2 separate regions of the Gossypium hirsutum genome follow, and region 1 is linked to region 2. Evidence: chromatin contacts called from public Hi-C data. All regions are on one chromosome and are shown on one strand. The core of a region is the stretch at or near the end of the contact, and the rest is flanking DNA. Distances in the headings are between cores, read along the strand shown. Region 1 has its middle 3.8 kb from the start of LOC121229785. Region 2 holds the start of LOC107957115.

The links. A called contact is a pair of places that touch in the nucleus more often than the background predicts.
Region 1: a Hi-C map of leaf shows a contact between it and region 2, with 3 times the contacts expected there. The contact joins the enhancer-like site here to the promoter of LOC107957115 in region 2. A contact is called at or near these places in 7 of 34 Hi-C or Micro-C datasets (callus, leaf and petal).

The regions. Positions count from the first base shown.
Region 1 is chrA05:95,643,407-95,647,229 of Gossypium_hirsutum_v2.1, reverse strand. No RefSeq gene overlaps it. Among protein-coding and RNA genes, the nearest start is that of LOC121229785, 3.8 kb to the right of the region's middle. Within about 2 kb of position 2,214, at least 2 of the 9 cell types and tissues checked have an H3K27ac peak or open chromatin away from gene starts, as enhancers often do.
Region 2 is chrA05:95,314,856-95,318,464 of Gossypium_hirsutum_v2.1, reverse strand. LOC107957115 reads right to left here and starts at 1,639. Exons shown (of 5, transcript XM_016892557.2): 1 at 1,004-1,639; 2 at 714-860; 3 at 29-482. The coding sequence starts at 783. LOC107957114 (adenylosuccinate lyase) reads right to left here. Exons shown (of 10, transcript XM_041114159.1): 7 at 3,488-3,609; 8 at 3,273-3,374; 9 at 2,584-2,652; 10 at 1,970-2,450. The coding sequence ends at 2,151.

The DNA.
Region 1 (3,823 bases), core at 965-3,464, 330 kb before region 2:
AGGTTTGGTGAGAAGATAAAGATAAGTAGATTTAAATAAGGGATTGTTCGCTAATGGAAGGTTGTAAAAGAAATAGGCCAATCAACAAAGCTGGGTTTCAAGGGATAATTTTAATAAGGTAGGCTTGAAAGACTCAAACGATTCAAACAAAAAAAAATTAAATCATTTTTAAATTGTTGTGCCTCCCACGATTTCACATTAAGGAAATTTCTAAATCAATTCTAAAGACTTAATCCTTCATGCATGCTTACTTTTTTCTAGGAAATTAAAACAAATTCATGGTTGACCTTATGCACAATTACTAGGATATGCAATTTTATCATAATTTAGTTAACATAAAATGTTTAAAATAAAAGGATGACATGCATACTAGAGTAGTTAACATAAAAATATTTAAAATAAAAGGATGACATGCATACTAGAGTTAACATATTATGCAAAAATTACATTTTGAGCAAAAATTCGCTTAAGCACACCTTTATCAAAGAATCAATTTTCGAAAAGTATCAAAATATAATTTCTCGAAAAAATATAGAAAAAATTAAAATATCAAAGAAATTATAGCATGGTCCCCCTACTAAATAGAAACAATGTCCTTAGTGCCTAAAAGTATATAGCAGAAGAGACAAAATCAAAAAAATGAATGTGAGCTATGCACCAGGTAGGCTCCCAAGAAAGGAAGGTGAGTCTCATTCGACTGCTTAAATACCCAGTCTTTCCTTGCCAGGGCTTATCCTAGACATGCACATTCACATTACAATACTTCTCATTTTTTAAAAGAATAATTTACAAATTAACTCAATTTTATTCATAATTGCAACTTAAAAAAATTATTACACAGAAAAACTTAAAGGAATAGAACAAAAAAAAAACAAAAATCCCCCCAATTAGTTGTTCATTCTATCAAACTCTGTCCCTTCATCCATGTTATCAACTAATATGAATCCGATTACGAGTTTAGAATTTGACCCATGATTTGATATGCCTATTCGTCTAAATAGGTACTTTCTCGGAAAAAAAGGGAAGTTAAGCTTAGAACTTGAAATGTATTTAGGGTATTGGAAGAACGGAATGAATAAAAATTGATAAAACGAAACTTGATCCAAAAATGAACCAGCACTATAAAACAGTGTGACTTGATTTCTACAAAGCAAAGTTAAGTCTTAACAAGTTAGTTGCTTTAAGAAAGATCGCTACCTATTATCTATATTGAGATAGGAACCAACGATATAGGATGATCGTTACACTTCAAAAAGAGTTGAGAAGGGAAGCGATAGGATCTATTAATCAACACCGCATGAAGGTAAGTTCATGATAAGTTTGATTTTATTTCTAAAAAGAAGAAAGAGTATAAACTCAGTTTGAGTTTCAAAGTTGATTGATTGGTTTATTCACTCTTCCAAAGTGACCTAGACCGAATATTTATAGGACTTGAAAAATGCCTCTTCAAAACCGGCCATATATGTATCCCTTAGGTACAAAGTATTTTCACATTACATGAACCCACATTTAATGCTTGGAAATTCAGCATTCATTCCCCCTTGTGTCGTCCGTGCATCCTTAGCCCTTAAGCAATGTTTGTTCATATTTAAGCATTTAATTAGCAGGAAAAATCCATGCACATGCATCCAAATTGAATGGTCCCTTCATGCACTCCTTAATGGCCGAATATCCATGCATGGAAATAGGAGATGGATTGGCTTAAGCTACTGGTTCATGAACATTTCCTCTCATACATTCATCTCCACTTGACCATTAAAATGCCTTCATGAATCAGCCTTTAAGTGACCGAAAACTCCATGCATCTTCATGTAGTTGAATGGCCCTTGGATCATCACTTGAATGGTTACATTTGTTCCCCAAACTAGCCGCCCATTGCTGTTCCTTTCGAGCACAATAAACAACATTTACGACACTTTAAATATGATAATAAAGCTGCAATAAAATTGGGCAAATTTAATAGCTAAATTAGAACATATTTAAAATGCAATTAAAGTGAATAAATAAACTAACAACTAATTTAACTAAAAACCACCAAAATTAAAGTTTAGCAATCATGAGCTGAGGGAAATTAAATAAATGAAAAACTAGTTGTGGGAAAGCAACCAAACAATCTTGTTAGACTTAATTCATCACGTGCAACAAGTTGCACGAACCTGGATCCTTAACTGGAGCCAAATAGTTGCTGAGCGGATTGGGTTCAGCCAATAGATGTTGAATTAGGCCTATGAATGACTCCTTCATTATCTTGGCCCTAGCTCGCGTAGGCATCACGAATCATTCTTTGTTCTGACAATTCTTCTAGATTCGAGCCAAATGTTTCGGGATTGGGCTTCTTGAGGTTGGGCCTATAAGTTGTATACGAGATCACGTCATCAACATCCTACCTAGGTGTAGCAAAATCCTCAAGTTCGATTCTGCGAGTCGGGTTCCAGGGCTAGAAGATGAAATATTTTCCTTTTGAGTCAGAAATTCTCTCTGACAGTAACGAGTACCTTGCCTCAAAAGCGTCCATTTAGCTCCAAGAACTGTGACTACTTTCAAAACATCTTGAATTTTTTTCGCATTAACATCTTCACATAGGGTCGAGTAATCATCGTTCTCAATATCAGGCAAATCAAACAAGCCATTGATGACTAATGTTGTTAGAAACAATTCCCTTTCTCGAATCTGCAATATTGTTACTGTAGACAGATTAAAATGAGACTAAAATTCTTGAACAATACCTTCATCCGAAAGATTTTAGACATCAAAAAATACTTTCCATCCCCGTTCATTAACGACCTCCTGAATGAATGCCGGCGCATCGGCATCGTTATTACCAGTAAGCTGGAAACCCTTATCCAGGAGCATCGGTTTTTCTTAAAGATCGTAATATATCGTGCTCTTGCACCCAGAGCAGAACAAGGGTTGGATTTCATCAGTCTGAATATTCACTCTTTTCCATTTCCGAGACATAATACTCTTGTTTATGTGCAAGGAGATCTGGTCGCTTAGCCGCTTAGGGTGGTTGTCGTTTATTTCTGATACAAAGAGCTGCTACTACTGGCTATGTGACTAGGTCGTGGCAAGGGAGTGGAGCGGATGGATGCTACAATTGGTTTTATGGTGCTTGCGGATGGTGGAAAAAGAGTTGTTGTTCGGTGATGGTGTCACAAAATGGTGGTACGCGACGGTGACGGGGTAAGGGAGGAAGGTGCGGTAGTTTGGCTGTCATGGGTGGTGTAGCAGGCCGCTGATGAATGTGACAATTGATCGTGGAGGGAAAGGCGAGGGCGTGGGATGGGGAAGGCTAGGCGGTGACGCTTGAAGGTGGAGAGAATGAGACAGGGCCGACGATAACTTGGAATGGAAAAGTCAAGGCGACGACGGTTGAGGAAAGAACCCAGGGAAACAAAAAAAAGAAAAGAAACACAGTAATAAAAAGTAAAATAATAATTTGAAAAGAAACACAGTAATAAAAAGTAAAATAATAATTTGAAAAGAAACACAGTAATAAAAAGTAAAATAATAATTTGACCTCTAAGTCAAAAATTAAGCTAACAAGGGATTTCTTTATTATTATTATTATTTATTTACATATTTATATATATTAGGTACATAATAACTAATTTTATTTATTTATGGACTACTCATAAATTTTTTTTTAAATTAGCAGCCTTCCAACATAAAAATCATTACGGATCAATTAAAGTGAGTCAAATAATTTTTCCGCTCAAATTCACCGATTTGACAATGTTTCAACCATTGACCACTTACCTTAAATCTTACCTACAAAAAGAAAGGCTTGATTGACAGTGGAATTCTCATGCCATCGAAGTTT
Region 2 (3,609 bases), core at 390-2,889:
TAACATAGAAAAAAATAAGCGGAATTACTGTTGCTGGTGCATTGATTGATAGGTGTATGTATGATTTGAAGCAAGGATGTCATCTATGTCTATTAACACAGCATCCAAATGATTGTCCGATGGTGAAATAGTATCGAAGAAGCTCTCAATCATCGAAATCATGAAATTTAAGTCTCGTTCGTATTCTCCCCCTTCGATATAATGAATGGCTAGATTCCAGCAGACTGGAGGAATCTCGGGTTCTTCCAAGCTGTTGAGTTCCCCATGTAAAGCAAAAGCCTTGCAATAATGGTAGCTATCACTTGCTTTCTCAATCTCCACCACTCCCTTGCTCCTACTTTCACAGGATCGCAACATTACTGCTAATGTTACAAGTAAAGTTACTGAAAGAACACCAACAATTAGAAGACCAGCAATGAAGATTGTTGCAGCAAAAGATTTCATGTAGAATCCCGACTCCAACACATATTGGCTTCCACTCTCTGTCAAGAACGACCGAGATTAATACGTATTTATATCGAACATCGGAAGGTTTAGCAGTAGGAACCATAAAAACGAAATGAGTTAAGCAGTCAACCCATTAAAACAATGTTGCATACAAAATATTTGGATTAATTAACAATCCAGTCATGCCAAATGAATGGTTAAAAGCCTCTGAGAAAAGGGTATTGGAATTGAAAGAACTGTTGGGATCTAATAAAGAAGTGCCTTACCAGTATCTTCCCTACTCAAGAGACTCTGAGAGGAGAACTCCCGTTCCATTTGATGGCCATAAGCTGACATTGTGATTCAGTCAAGCCAGATTCATATCAGGGCTGCAAAATTCTGCCCAGATCCCTTCAAAATCATTGAAGGGTCACCTGAAACGACAAATAACAATCAACTGATATAGAAGATTCCACCCCCCCCCCCCGCCCCAAAACAAACCCCTTTAACCATATGGTGGCAATCACTGATATGATAAATCAAGACAAAAAATCCCAACTTTACAGCTGCAACTTACAAGCAGCTTCATGATCTACCATGGTCTGAGCTAGCACTCAAACTTCATTGCCCTCTTGACAAGGAATCAAGTTTCCATTTTTATCAAGAATATCTTTCTAAGGAAGGAAAGGGTCCATAACCATTTGACTTTCTAGATATAATACTAATAATCATTAAAGTCCAAAATTTGCTGATCAACTCATTGCTTCACAGTAGCAATTTGGTAAAAAATAAAATAAAAACAACAATTAAGAAAAAGAAATAACTTCATACCCAAATTACCATGAGTTAATAACAAAACAGAATTGAATTCTGATGCAATTAATAATGCAAAAACTGGGTTTATTTTTGTTCCTCATTATCTTAAAGTTAAACAATACAAGGAAAGGCAAAGAGACAAGAGAAGAGAGAGAACCTGAGAGAGGCTTTCGAAGGCTTTTACCTGTAGAGGATAAGAAAATGAAAACCTGACAACAAAAACGACTGTATCTCTTTCGTAGAGAAGCTTCCTTCTTTGTACTGTGTGGATCATTGTTAACGGCTTCTTTCCAAGGACGACGATGACTTTAAACATGACAGATTGCGTAGTGTTTTTACTTTAAAATCGGGGGTAGTTTTGACAACAAGGAGATTATTCCAGGGTTTTACTTGCAATTTTGTTTAAAAGCAGAGAATTTGATTAAATATAGTTGGTATGATAATTCTTGGGCTCCACCATCTCAATCATGCAATGTATTTTTGTAGTGTATGCTCCACCAATTATGTTGTTAAAAAAGAATATATTTGATGATGATGTTTTTGCTAGTCAAAAGATTCTGCCGTGATAAAGTGTACAAGAAACTCTATAGGTACACCTGGTGAAAATCTCTGTACAGACTGGTTCATATCATCATATTCATGCTTATTTTTGCTATTATTATGTTGACATGTGTTATGTCTCATATGTCGCATTCAATACAAAGTCTTCATCAGTTAGTGGAGAACGTGACAGCAATTCAAGTTAATTTTCATTATTAAGATTGCTTACAAAATCTCAGCTCAGAGTTCATGACACCATATGAACATGACATGATAATCACTTCCACCAGTAGGGATTTGTCTCACCTTGTACCCTCTCTGAATTTGTTTTTTTCAAAGAATAGCTACCACATTTATCATCTTAATACTTAACCAGTCTCATATGGTGCAACAATATGACTAAGTTTCTTGGCTAATTCTTTCAACGACATGTTTTCCAAAACCTCAGAACCGTTTATCACGTTCACAGCTGAATCCACAGTCTTGGCTAATTCAACGGCTGCACCCACGTAGGAATGTGGCGTTAACTTCAAAAGATGAGTCTTAGCTTCTTCGGGTAATTCCAAGCCTTCAATAAATTCCCTTATACTTTCTTTGGTAACTGCTCTCCCCCTAGTAAGCTCCTTCAGCTTCTCGTAAGGCTCTGGAACACCATATCTACGCATGACCTACAGATCAAGTTAAAAAGAGAAACAAAAAGATGAATCAAAATACTATCCATCTAGCCTCTATTACTTTGCGCTTACAAAAAAATTGAAACAGAAAAGGGCATTCAATAAATGTAGATCAGAAGATACATACAGTCTGAATTGGCTCCGCAAGTACCTCCCATGCCTGGTTCAAGTCTTCGCTTAACCGAGCTTCATTGACCTGGAATCAAAAGGGAGCTTAAGAGAGATGGTAGTATGCAGTAAAGCACCCAAAACTACAATTTAGAGAAGGATTAGCAAGGGCTTTTGCATCACAGGTGATATCAAGCGGCTAACTATCACTAGTTGAAGAAAATAAACTAACGTGCCTTACCACAAGTCATAGATGTATCATGAAGTCAAAATTTTCACAAAGATTTAAAAATGCCCCAAGTCCTTGTACTCTTTTTAGACTTTTTAAAATTTAATACTTTAGCTTTTATTTCCAGGAATTTAGTCCCTCATTTGTCAAATTTGAAAATTAAAATCCAACAGATAACAAAATCAATGGATTATCGTTAAATTTGAAAATGTGACATTTGAACATTCAAACTTTTAAATAAGTTAAGTCCAATTGATACTCAAATTTAACATAAGTCAATTAACAGCGTTATCCCTCGGATTTTAAACCCTAAGAACTAAAAGCAGAGGGACTAAATATCGAAGTCCAAGGAGTACAGGGGCAAGGGCATAATTAGACCTTTCACAAACTAATAACCAAATACAGGACTTAATTAACAAGAACCTTTGGCACTAAAATACACTTAAAGGAGATCAGAACCTTCATGTTATGCAACATACCTGGAGCTTTCCTATTCCTTGCAGCGCACTTTTGTAAGCAAGAAGGGAATGACCAAGTCCTCCCCCCATGTTCCTCAAGACTGTCGAATCAGTTAAATCTCGCTGCAAATTCAACACATAAGAAGATTTATTTTGTTCAAATGGAGTTACATTAGTTATGAACAAACTTCACAAACATAAAATTAAGCGGCTATCCTAAAATAAAAATATTGTACCTGCCAACGGGAAATAGGCAACTTCATGCTCAGGTAAGTTAGGTCTTCATTAGCCTTACCAAGATTACCTTCACTGTTTTCAAAATCAATAGGGTTTACTTTATGAGGCATTGTTGATGAAC